Regions from separate parts of the Mus musculus genome. Here regions 1, 2 and 4 are each linked to region 3. Evidence: chromatin contacts called from public Hi-C and HiChIP or PLAC-seq data. All regions are on one chromosome and are shown on one strand. The core of a region is the stretch at or near the end of the contact, and the rest is flanking DNA. Distances in the headings are between cores, read along the strand shown. Region 1 overlaps Carmil1 (capping protein regulator and myosin 1 linker 1). Region 2 overlaps Carmil1 (capping protein regulator and myosin 1 linker 1). Region 3 holds the start of Carmil1 (capping protein regulator and myosin 1 linker 1). Region 4 overlaps Carmil1 (capping protein regulator and myosin 1 linker 1).

The links. Hi-C and Micro-C count contacts between places; a contact is called where the count stands out from the background. HiChIP or PLAC-seq counts read pairs in DNA pulled down with a chosen protein or histone mark.
Region 1: an H3K4me3 HiChIP or PLAC-seq map of bone marrow-derived macrophages shows a contact between it and region 3, with 5 times the contacts expected there. The contact joins the enhancer-like site here to the promoter of Carmil1 in region 3. A contact is called at or near these places in 20 of 39 promoter capture datasets (the 3T3-L1 cell line, 3T3-L1-derived adipocytes, the C10 cell line and 14 more), 2 of 15 datasets of contacts at CTCF or cohesin (both in the NIH/3T3 cell line), 27 of 484 Hi-C or Micro-C datasets (the AML12 cell line, the AtT-20 cell line, the C2C12 cell line and 18 more), 19 of 115 datasets of contacts at active chromatin or transcription factors (the NIH/3T3 cell line, bone marrow-derived macrophages, craniofacial prominence and 13 more) and 4 of 9 other capture datasets (adipose tissue, embryonic stem cells, liver and 1 more).
Region 2: a contact with region 3 is called in a Hi-C map of uterus, with 2.1 times the contacts expected there. The contact joins the enhancer-like site here to the promoter of Carmil1 in region 3. A contact is called at or near these places in 11 of 39 promoter capture datasets (the HPC-7 cell line, HPC-7-derived erythroid cells, cranial neural crest and 7 more), 1 of 15 datasets of contacts at CTCF or cohesin (CD8 T cells), 7 of 484 Hi-C or Micro-C datasets (the HL-1 cell line, Th1 cells, cochlea and 3 more), 11 of 115 datasets of contacts at active chromatin or transcription factors (SST interneurons, differentiating embryonic stem cells, embryonic hindbrain and 7 more) and 2 of 9 other capture datasets (adipose tissue and liver).
Region 4: an H3K4me3 HiChIP or PLAC-seq map of embryonic limb bud shows a contact between it and region 3, with 4 times the contacts expected there. The contact joins the enhancer-like site here to the promoter of Carmil1 in region 3. A contact is called at or near these places in 10 of 39 promoter capture datasets (the C10 cell line, the HPC-7 cell line, cranial neural crest and 6 more), 3 of 484 Hi-C or Micro-C datasets (bone marrow-derived macrophages, embryonic fibroblasts and nephron progenitors), 14 of 115 datasets of contacts at active chromatin or transcription factors (SST interneurons, bone marrow-derived macrophages, craniofacial prominence and 9 more) and 3 of 9 other capture datasets (adipose tissue, embryonic stem cells and liver).

The regions. Positions count from the first base shown.
Region 1 is chr13:24,093,938-24,096,652 of GRCm38.p6, forward strand. It overlaps Carmil1 (capping protein regulator and myosin 1 linker 1), which reads right to left. Exons shown (of 38, transcript NM_026825.3): 22 at 461-633. Among named protein-coding and RNA genes, the nearest start is that of Gm33573, 85 kb to the right of the region's middle. Within about 2 kb of position 1,319, at least 67 of the 459 cell types and tissues checked have an H3K27ac peak or open chromatin away from gene starts, as enhancers often do. A contact at or near this core is called in the C2C12 cell line, the CH12 cell line, the G1E-ER4 cell line and 5 more, where this site is marked.
Region 2 is chr13:24,133,936-24,136,827 of GRCm38.p6, forward strand. The region is part of intron 11 of Carmil1 (capping protein regulator and myosin 1 linker 1); the gene reads right to left. Among named protein-coding and RNA genes, the nearest start is that of Gm33573, 44 kb to the right of the region's middle. Within about 2 kb of position 1,641, at least 66 of the 459 cell types and tissues checked have an H3K27ac peak or open chromatin away from gene starts, as enhancers often do. A contact at or near this core is called in cochlea, cortical glia, forebrain and 1 more, where this site is marked.
Region 3 is chr13:24,279,312-24,282,157 of GRCm38.p6, forward strand. It overlaps Carmil1 (capping protein regulator and myosin 1 linker 1), which reads right to left and starts at 1,479. Exons shown (of 38, transcript NM_026825.3): 1 at 1,250-1,479. The coding sequence starts at 1,289.
Region 4 is chr13:24,066,238-24,069,164 of GRCm38.p6, forward strand. It overlaps Carmil1 (capping protein regulator and myosin 1 linker 1), which reads right to left. Exons shown (of 38, transcript NM_026825.3): 29 at 895-982. Among named protein-coding and RNA genes, the nearest start is that of Scgn, 76 kb to the left of the region's middle. Within about 2 kb of position 1,609, at least 8 of the 459 cell types and tissues checked have an H3K27ac peak or open chromatin away from gene starts, as enhancers often do. A contact at or near this core is called in craniofacial prominence and embryonic limb bud, where this site is marked.

The DNA.
Region 1 (2,715 bases), core at 69-2,568, 190 kb before region 3:
CTCAGACCTACAACAACATATGGTCCTGTTCCAAATAAGAACATGAACCACTAACTATATAGCCCAGGGATATCATGGACAGTTTCTTTGTGTAAGTACCTCTGTGATGCCTGCATAGCTATATCACCTGAGGATGCAACTCTTAAAACATGGCCTGTCACTAAAAGACATGGATTGTCTAGGTCTGCTCCCACAGCATGGCCTGCAAAGATCCCTGCTTCTTATTGACATTATCTCCCTGGTTAGGTGTCAAGACTACATTGAGAAAGAAACCACAACAATCTGTCAGGGTTTTACATCACAGAGGACTTGTAAAGTCAAACATCAGTGGAAATACTATGTGTTTCAAGAGTCCCAACCAAGTACTCTGGTAAAAATTTCTTCCCAGCGGGTATCCTGGGAGACCCAGACTACCCTAGAAGGAGCAGCAAACCCTCAGGGTCAGGACACTGGTGCCTACCTGAGTTTGGTGTTGATCTGGAGAGCCTTGGCCAGCATCTTCGCTCCCATGTCCCCCATGCCATTCCCACTGATGTCCACTTTGGTCAGGGAGGTGTTGCTGCCCAGGGCATTGATGATGATGGTGACCTCAGCCTTGAGTTTTGAGTCAGCCAGGGACAACGACTGCAGAGGCTGGGGGTGGGGCACACAGCACTGAATGGCTTCATCAAAGCAATGACCACTTTCCCAACTCTCCACAGAGAACTGAGAATAGGACTCATTGAACTGTCTGCTTTGGGAATTGCTGTCTAAAGCCATGGGTAGGGGTGAGGTTGGAACCGGAAGGTTCTGACATTAAATAGACTTCCAGAATGAATTGATGAATATCTGTTGCTTCTATGGCAAGCCACAGGTCACAGAAGTGTCCCACTTGAGGCATTATTCCTTTCTACCCAATTTATTTTTCTATACGTGAAAAATAACTCTAAAAGACAGGGCCCGAATACAAAATGAAACATACCCAAGATGAATAATGTTCAGCCGATGAATATTTCCTAAGCATTTACTATACCCAACCACTGCTTCCTCTTTTCATGTGTGGTTTAATTAACCCTCTCAGACACCATTATGTACTGAGGCATGATTGTCATCCTTAGTCACCAGAAACAGAAGGGTTAAGCAACTCAACCAAACCCACAGTTAGAAGATGACGGGCATGTGGTGTGTGTGTATGTGTGTGTATGTGTGTGTGTGTGTGTGTGTGTGTGTGTGTACAAGTTTATAATCCTAGCTCTTGGGAAGTAGGGGCAGAAGGATAAGAAGTTCAAGGCTAGTCCCATAAAATATTCAAAGCCAGCATGGGGTGCATGGTATTCTATCTTACCAAAAAGCAATACAGCCAAACAAAACAAAGTCATAGCATTAGTCCAGAGATGAATCAGAGTCAGCTTGTGGGAGCAAGTTTTGGAGTGTGTGCTCTCAACAAAGATGTAACACTACCCCCAAGGAGCTTATTTTAGAACATTTTTGGTCATTATCCTTTAACTGTGTCTTAAGTTTCCATCAGAAGATATTCCTGTGATTCAAGAAACAAAAAGTCAAATCTGTACGATCATACACCGTATGTGAATCTACACCAACTAGAGACTGAAAGCCACTCAGGCTGGATACAGGTTTGGTCTGGCCTTCAGGGTACATGACCAAACACCAAATAGACTTTCCTCCAGTGCCCAAATCCTTCTAATTGCTCTACTGTCCCCCCTAGTCCGGTGGGCATCTGCGTTTGCAAGACTCAGTGCAGGCAGGGGTAAATCCCAAGACATACACCAACAAGGCATGAAAGGTCCCAGTTCAGACCTGCGGAATGACATCTGTTATGTGAAGTGTTCTCCTCTGGCCTCATTCCCTTAAGCAGCACTGGTATCCCAGGCAGGTAAATGGCTAGAAGCTGAGTGATTTCCATGACAACAAGCAAATACAACGTAAGATCTACCTGTGCCTGCTCCACCAGGTTGTACTGATCATGCACCTATGTGTATGAAAGAGAGAGGTCTCTATCTATGATGTACAAGGTCAGGGTGAAGAGGACGGAGTTCAAATCTAGACATCAGTCAGGCATGGCAGCTCATACCTGAAATCTGAGCACCTGGGAGATAGAGGCAGGGGGATAAATTGTGGCCAGACTATACTGTATGAGGCCTTGTTTCAAAAGGAAGAAAGAGGAAGAAGATAAAAAATAAAACACTCAAATATCAACAGAGAACTATCATGTGACTCAGTTAGAAGAGTGACTATACCACCATTCTTGACATTCTCGGGCCATGTGGCTGACCAGACTTAGCCCAGGATAATCAGAAGGGAACAGCACACCAGTCAGAGTCAGACCCAAGCAAGAAAGAGACTGCTGCTGGTGGTTAAGGCGATGGCATCTCAGCCAGAAAGCTAAGTAAACAGTGTTCTTACTATTCTACATTCAGATAAATGGAAAACAATGGAAAACGTTCAGACTCAGGTAATCTAATGTTATAAAAAACAAAACAAAACAAAACAAAACAAAACAAAACAAAACATGCAACACCACCTCGTGGAAAGCAGTAGTCATGTCTCACCATTTTTACACTCTCTCTTCCACTACTACCAAAATGATCTACCATGGCTTCTCTGTCATACTGGGAAATGGCCAGATCTTTAAGCTACTCTTCTATCACTACATTCAAATTCTAGTACACAAATTAACACTTAAGAATAATGAGAATGGGGCAGTGTGTGTGTGTT
Region 2 (2,892 bases), core at 391-2,890, 150 kb before region 3:
AGGGGCCCTCACAATGATCCATGACAACAGTATCTACAGCTGACACAGCTGATGCGGGTAGATGAAAGCATACACAACGTAGCAGCTCCTGGGGCAGAAGGTGGAGGGAAAAGGCATCTTTGGTGAGCACAGACTCTCACTCACACAAAAGAACCCTCTATAAACTTCACCACGACTTTCAAGAACAACTTTTAAAAGCAAATAGGAGAATGACATCAAATTCAAACTCCATTTAAGGAAGATACTTATCGCTTATGACCAGTCTTACACTAGCTGCTGTGTATCTAAGGGCTAGGAGGATGCTGCTATAGAGCGGGTATGACAGGCTGTGGGTACTGCAGGAATAGGGTATAACTAACTATGCTTAGTTATATCATAAGCAGAGTACAGTAAATTAAACGAAAGGGTTGCAGGGGCTCCAAGGTGAGAACCTAAAAGACGAAACACTACCGAGGGGACAAGTTGTCTATGAGTAGGTGAAGGAAACAGGTCAGGAGAGGAAGGGCCTGGGACTCATCCTCCACCTGCCAATCCCACAACACTGACTTACGGTCTTCTAGGTGTGTCTCCCCTCTGAGGTTTAAACATACTGCTGCTGGGACAAATGTGCCACATTCAACTTACCCATTGATGAGTCCTAGGCTGTTCCACACTGCTGCTGTGCATATCTGTATGTGTGTGTGTGTGTCTGAGTGTGTGAGAAAATGTGTATGTGTGTGTCTGTGTGTCTGTGAGTGTGTGAGAAAGTGTGTGTGTGTATATATGTGTGTATGTGTCTGTGAGTGTGTGAGAAAGTGTGTGTGTGTGTGTATGTATATATGTGTCTGTGAGTGTGTGAGAAAGTGTGTCTGTCTGTATGTGTGTGTGTCTGTGAGTGTGTGAGAAAGTGTGTGTGTGTGTATGTGTGTGTGTATGTGTGTGTTTGTGTATGTGTCCCTGTCTGTGTGTATGTGAGAGAGTGTGTGTGTGTGTGTGTGTGTGTGTGTGTGTGTGATCTATTATGCCTGTAAACCTGTGCTTATAGCAGAGCCTTTGTGCAGATTGTCTCATTGCTTATGAGTGATAGCCAAGAGTAGAATTGCTAGGATATTTGGAACATTTGTGTTTAACCTTCTAAAAAGCTTTCACTCAGTCGGGCATGGTGGCTTACGACGTTAGTCCCACCACCCAGGAGGCAGAGGCAGGTGGAGTTTGAGGCCAGCCTGGTCTACAAAGTGAGTTCTAGGACAGACAGGACTGCCCTGTCTTGAAACCATGTCTTGAAAAAGAAAAACAAAACAACCAACCACCCCTGTCTCTCTAGGTTCCCAATGGCTGCATCCCTCTCCAATCCCACCAGCAATGGAAACATTTTCCTTTCCTCACACCCTCAAAGACGTTTACTTTTATCACAGCCAGATGACTAGCTATGTGATAGTACCTCATTGTGCTTTTAATTTACATTTCCCTAATGATTAACAGTGCCCTGCTAGCCTGTCTTCTGAAGGTCACCTCCTTGGGGACCCTGTACTGACTCAGCCCTGTCAGCCGCTAAATACAGCCAGATCCCCGCCTCTTACAAACAAACCTGATACAGCTGCCCTGACCATAGGAGGTGCTGTGTCCAGATTCCACTTTGCCTCATTCCCACTCTGCCACTTCTAACAGAGCGGGCAGAGAGAACGGCTGTTTTCCCTACAGAAATGACAACGCCCCCGTGAACTCCACACTCCAGCCCTGTGTCTTTATTTTCAGTCTGGGCTCGTTCTTAGGCTGCTTGCCACAAGACCTAGTTTTGGTTTCAGCCTCCACCTTCCTTCACACTCCCTGCTCAAGATGACGGAAGTTACCCCATTCCGTGTGAATGCTACAAGGGAATCATTTTACACACAAGGCAGCATCCCTGTCAGAAAGTAAAAAAGCCACGCTGCCTCCGTGCCCTCAGCTCAGTTGAATAATTAATCCTCATCAAATACCTAACATTGAAAGATGAAAGGCCCTATTCAGCAAGCCTGGGAAACATTTCCAACAGCAAATGAAAACAAATGTTCCCTCCAGAGGCAGAGTGACTCCTACGCCGACCTCATCTATCAATGTTGAGACGAAGATGGAGAATTCACCCAGGAGCTTCCCTTCCTGTGTCAACGGCAGGCGCTGCCTTTGCTACCTACGAACACCTGCCTTTGATTTTCATTTTTGTTTTGTAGGGGTGGGGATTGTTCCCGGGGCTTCACACATGCTAGGCAAGCACTCTGTCGTACCCCAGCCCCAGATGCAAACATGCATGACAGATCATTCTCCTTATAAACCGGGTCCTTCAACCTCACTGTAAGCACGCATTCAAATCTTACAAAGTGCTCAAAGGCATGTGTGGTGGGATCTAAACTGGACTCCTCGTGAATACTTCCTACAGAGCCAGACGGAGGGGTTCACCACACGATTATTAAATTAATGATCTCTAAGTTCATCTGCAAAGAGTCCATAGGCTGGGAACGGCACTCAGCAGTTCAGCATGCACTTAGCATGCACAGGCTCTATGGTCAATATCTACAAGGGAGGTAGGGATTTGTATCAAGGCACATGCCTGGATTCTCAGAATCTTTGAGGCAGACGTACAAAAATAGAAATCTGAGACCAGGCTAGGCTACAAAACAAAACTCTTGTTTAAAAAAAGGGGGTGGGGGGGGCAGATGGGTATGTGTTAAATGGGTCACCCTCTCATAGAGGTATAGGAAAAAATCTAAGGCTTCTGAGACAAGCTCTAGCTGGCTCTGCATCACAAAGGGCCATGAGAGGTGGAAGGTGCAAACCGAGGGGCCTGACAGATCTGGTGGTGGTCTCCACCAACCCTGTGCAAAAGCACAGGGATCCTGAGTCCCACAGCTCGAAGGAAGTTAGTTACTGCTGACAGCG
Region 3 (2,846 bases), core at 229-2,728:
GTCTCAGAAAGAGTCTCGAAATTGAGGAGACAAAGTAGGGGGTGTGCACAAATACCTTACTTCGTGTGTGTGTGTGTGTGTGTGTGTGTGTGTGTTGGCATGTTTTCAGTTCAACAAAGGCAGAGTTCCATACAAAACGGGCAACAGCTTCTTCCCGCCAAGTTTTACCTGCAGAGTGAGCAGCTTTGCGGGGGCACACCATGCCCTCTCAAGTATCAATGCTGGGTGGACAGCAGAGGGGCAAATTCCAGACTATGGTGAATCGGTGAGAACGTTCCCTCCTTGTCAGCGCCCAGGGAATCCAGGGAACATCAAGTGTGTGCCCAGTATTCCTCAGGGAATACCAGTCACTGGAGCTCAAAGTACGTCCATAAAGTCATATTCACCTTAGTGCAAGTCAACGCACTCCACACGAGCATAAGCGCTGGTTTCCAGCGCTCCTAGCCCATTTGTCTTCTGCCATTTAACCTTTCCAGATAAAGCTAAGCTCCAGGACTTAAATTCCAAGCAATGCTCTCTCTGCCCTCTGCTCCAAAAGAAGACACCCCCTCCCCCAATAAGGGCCTCAAGCAAACCAGTCACCTGGCACAGGGTAACACACGTGTTCCCAAAGAGACTGAAGGTGGTCGGCAGGTTAATCATTATTAAAATGAGGCGTTTATCATTAACCCTCCATTTCCTGGACTGAGAAGGCATCGGCCGGGTAACCCTCTAGCTTCCAACTCAATCCTCAAAGCCACGCCTTGTCAGGCTGGGTCCTGACGCTGGACGGGCGCCTCCATCCCTGAGGCCGTCAGTAAGAGGGGCAGCCCCAAACGGGAATTTCCTGGAGGGTGCCTGACATGAGCCCGAGGGAACCTACAGTCGCCAGGCATCCTCCTTGCTAGGCTTTACCAGACTTTCCAGAGTTTGGGACCAGGGAGTTGGCCACTGGAAGGGACGCCCCTCCAGCTCCATCTTCCGCCAACCTGACTCACCTGGTGGGGCTGAGCAGGGAGATCTGCGTGGAGTCCCCCAGGGCTCCAGATTCCTCTCCACTCCTTCTTCTCTCTCTGCACCCAGTTCCTGCGGCCATCGGGCCAGCAAACTTCTAGCCTCTCCCCCCACCCCGCCCCCTCCCCCGGCGACCCTGCCCCACGCCACTTGCGCAGGAGAGCGCGGAGACTGCGAGAGGACGGAGATGGGAAGGGAGGCGGAAAGGAGGTGTGCGCAGAGAAAGATGGCCAGTCGGCCCCCGCGCCAAGCTTACCCATTAACTCCCGGGGGACATCGGAGCTCTCGTCGGTCATGGTTGCCCCACTGGGCGCGGGGAGATCCCGGGTCCCACTCTCTGACTCTCGGCCCCGCGCCCTTCTTCAGACCCTTTAATGTTTCCGCGAGGAAGCCGCAGCTTGCAAGGAAAGAGTGGGCCGGCCGGAGCAGCGGGGCGTTGATCCAAGGTTGCCGCGCGCCCGCAGTACCAAAAAAAAAAAAAAAAAAAAAAAAAAAAAATCCTAAGAGTTGAAAATCCGAGCTGGCTCTGCGGCCGTCGCTACATGCCTCCCTCTCGGCTCGCTGCTTCAGGGGCCGAACGCAAGGCGGCTGCAACACCGGCTTCTTCCCGGGCGGGCGCCGCGCAGCCCGGCCTCTGCGCCGCACCTTGGGCGTAGGTGAAGCGGAAGGCGAGGGTTGGGCCGCCTGGCTGGTCTCGGCCTCCTGCGGGCTGGGCTGGGCAGGGGCGGGCCGGCTCTGCTCTCCTCCTTCCCCTTCTCCCGCTCCTCCTCCTCTCCTTCACCCTCTCCTGCTCCTCCTCCTGGTCCCCCTGCGTCTCCTCCCCGCCTCGCGAGAGCGGCCTCCGCACGGGTCCCCGGCCGGCCTCCGGGCCTGGGCGCACGGTGCCCGGCGCGGGGCACAGCCCGGGGACCGACGCGGTGCTTGGCTGCGGTGGCTGCTGCCTTGACTGCTGCGGCGGCGCCGGGCTCGGCGCCCCTCCTCGCAGCCTCGCTTCGGTGCAGCAGACGCTTGCGTCTGGAGAGGGATAGACCGTGCAGTTGAGAGAGCCCGAGAGCCATCTGCTGGCTGCCAGCGTGGAGGGCCCGGGCTGCGCGAGGGTTTATCCCCCAAATCCAGGCAGGCCAATGGACCCTGAGGCTCAGAGCTGCAGAGCCCCCAGCGCGGAAGCTAGTGCTTTCTGAGATCCTTTCGTGCACTTCTGGATCTCGGGCCCCGCTGAGCCTTGTGTCTTCGCACCCTCATTGTTAATTCCCCATCTATGTTGATTAAGAGCTACATGCAATCAATAGACAACCGTAAGATGGCAAGACAGGGGCCCCTTTGGAAAATGCCTTTTAATGGCGACCCAGTCTCCTTAAGCTTGGGGCAAATCGGAGGACCAGACATGGTTGCCAAAAGCTGGAATATTCCTGCTGCTAAATCTGATTCAATTTTACCCAACCCATCCAACCTTCCCAGAGGAAAGATCTCAGGTTCTGGAGTACTTATGTGCACTTCCATCACCCAAAGAGAATGTCCCTGACTGACCAATCAGGTTCCTGCTTTAAAGGGTTGAAAAGAGGGAGAGGGGAAAAGAGGGGGAAACACTGGCCTCTGGCAGCTTAGGTTCTGTTATTGTAGTTGTATTGGTTGGTGGATGGGTGGGTGGGTTAGTTTTTGAGACAGGGTCTCAATATGTAACCCAGGTTGGCCTGGAACTTGCTAACTAGACCAAGCTTGTCATGTCTACAAAGCAAAGATCTGTCTCCCTCTGCCTTTCAGAGTGCCGGTGTCACAGGGAAACATCTGACTGTTAAGTCTACTATTGGTGGTTTGATTTTTTTTTTCCTTTTTTTTTTTTTTTTTTTTTTAAG
Region 4 (2,927 bases), core at 359-2,858, 210 kb before region 3:
GGCTGTCAGGAGATGAGAGTACAGCTTCTTTAGCCTGATGAGCCAGAAATGTGTTTTCTATACAAACCCAATCTGGTACAGGTTGCATGTTGATAACAGACAATAGAGAAGAATTTAGAAAACAAAAAACATGTACTTAAACAAATATTGTGGTCCTGTGGAATTGTTCTGGAAACTTCTTAGTAGCCCTCTTCTGGTTTCTTAACTAATGAATATTCAGACTGGTAATGTGTTACTGGGCCAGCAGGGTCCCTAGGCAACATTTGCAGTACTGTTGCTATAGATAAAATTGTCTTTTGGATTTTAAAGGAGAGTCTTAGCCGGGCATTGCAGCACACACATCCTGGAGGGGGAGGCAGGAGAATGAGTAGTTCAGGATCATCCCTGGCTATGTCTAGAATTGAGACTAATGTGGGCTGTCTGTCTGTCTGTCTGTCTATCTATCTATAGCTAACATAAACATAAGAGATTATCTATTCTGAGGAAGGAGTAGTGGGTAACATGTGTAATAACAGAACATAGGCGGCTGAGGCAGGAGGATTGCCTCAAGGTCAGTCTGAGCTAAAATTAAGACCAGTCTTAAAACCCCAAACTCATTCTGAAATAATCCTATCAAAGCAATATTATGAGCATATGTACAGTATATAACTAAAAATGTTTGTTTTAGACCCAAACCTTTGACCTTCATTAAAACTGGACAAGATTTCTAGAAATGCTCACTTCTGGTCATTCAAATCTACTGCATCCCAGGATGCCTAGAAGCAGGAGAAGAGGGAGGAGGAGTGATAGGCTCTCCGCCTATCAATCATGCTGAGAGAAGACAGAAAAGAAATCACACCCCTTCCCCGAACCCAAAAGACAAAGTTTCGTTCCTCGCTCTGCTCCGGCACTCACCAGCTTCCGATGGCTGCTGGAGAGAGAATCCAGGATCTCATCGACGATCCGGTCAGACAAGAACGAGGCCACTGTCAGCTTCACCTCACTGTGACAGCAAAGAGCAGGGAAGCTTTTTAACTTGTATTGGGGGTTTAGTAAGAATGGGGGTGGGGCTGGGGGAGGGGGCACCTGTGAGGCTGTGCCGATCGGCCAACTGGGATTCCATTCCTATCTTTGAAAATGGAATGGAAAGACTATGAGGATAGGACTAAGGATTCCTCCAAAGTAACTCTTAAACACAGTAAAACACACAAGGATCAGGCGCCCATTGTCAATGTCAACCTGTCTTCTTGAATTTGCAGCTTGAAAGATTTAGCGGCAGAAATGGAAAACACCTGGACGAAGAGACACTCAATAGGAACCACAAGGACCATGCGGCACATTGCATCTACTAACAGACATGAGCTGGCCTGCACTGCAGAGAATTCAGAAAGTCTAGTCTGGGCTATTAAGCCTCAGTTATCCCTTCAACGTGCACACACGGCACATAAAATGCTCACCCATGGAACCGTGACTCTCTTTCTGCCTTGACTCACTACCGCGCTTGGCAACGTTAAAAACGCACTGTAACAGAGGCTATTAAAATTTTTAGTTTGATGCCTCTTAATCTGAGCCCAGTTGATTCCCCAGCAACAGAGGGGGCTTAGCGGATTTAAGTGACAGGCTCAGTCACCAGACTCCTTCCAGATGGCTCCTGTGCTGGTTAACATTCCAGCAATTCACAGGGCTCCACAGTCCACAAGCTTTAGGGCTGAATCAACCAATTTAAAGTGCAGGCCTTCGCGTGTCCAAGATCTCCAGGAAAGTGTTAGGAAGCCAGTCACGTGTACCTCAGTCTAGAACTGTCTTTGGAGCTTAGCCTGCTTTTGAAGTCAATAATTTTTTTTTTTTTAAGTTTTCAGAACAGGCAAATGAGCTGTTAAAACAAAATTGCCTAACCCTAAAAAGCCAAGGTTGAATGTGTATTTGTGCAACGGGAAGATCCGTGTAAACCAAGTGTGACCGTTGGTACTGAGACGTCCCTACTCGGGATGGTTACTGCTAGGGGTGCAGAAGGAGAGGCTAACACTGATGCATGTGTAAATCTGCCCAGTCCACTCTGTGTTCTCAAAACAAGGTCTCATATTTAATTACCTAATACTTTAAGCTGGAGGTGACGGTTCACAGTCAGAATCCCTAGACTCAGTAGGCTGAGGCAGGAGGATTGACATGAGTCTAAGGTTGGCCTAAACTATAGACAGACCCTGCCTAAAAAGGAGGAGGAGGAGGAGGAGGAGAATGACATGACATTTAATTAAACACATCAGAGGTATCCAGGTGAGATTCATACCAAAAACATGGGCCAATGTCCTACCTGGACTTCCAGAGGACACAGGAATTTGATGGTAAAAGCATTTCCTGATTCTCATTTACCATGCCTGAGATTATGTCTCTTTCTTCTCATTTACCATGCCTGAGATTATGTCTCTTTCTAACCCTCTAGGCTCAGCACTTCACACTTATCTTTCTCCTTCTCTCTGGAGATGGGGAGGGGTGGTCTATGGACTCCATGGTGTAGTGCCAAAGTGAAAACTTTAAAAAGCCACTACTGTTTGATGTCTCTGATGTCTTCTAGCATGTTGTTGCTCATCTGAATATTTTTTTTATCAATATTCACAAGTAGGTAAAAGGGGAATCTTAAAATGTTTTGGAACTTGGTGTTCGGCCATCTCAATCCCCAAATAAGAAGGGTAATGAGAAGAGGCATAAGAGAGAGAGGAACTGAGTACAATGGAGCACTGATGACATGAGGTCTGGGAAAATCCAAGCAAGTTTGTAATTACATCTTCTGAACACTGAGATCTTGGCATACTCCTCAAGAAATTCCAAAAAGATATCTAAAGACTGCAAAACCTGGAATAAAAATATGGCAATAGAATGGGAACTCACTCTAGAGGTCTGAGGCAGGAGGACTGCTGTAAGCTTCAGGCTAGTCTGGGCTACAGTTTCCG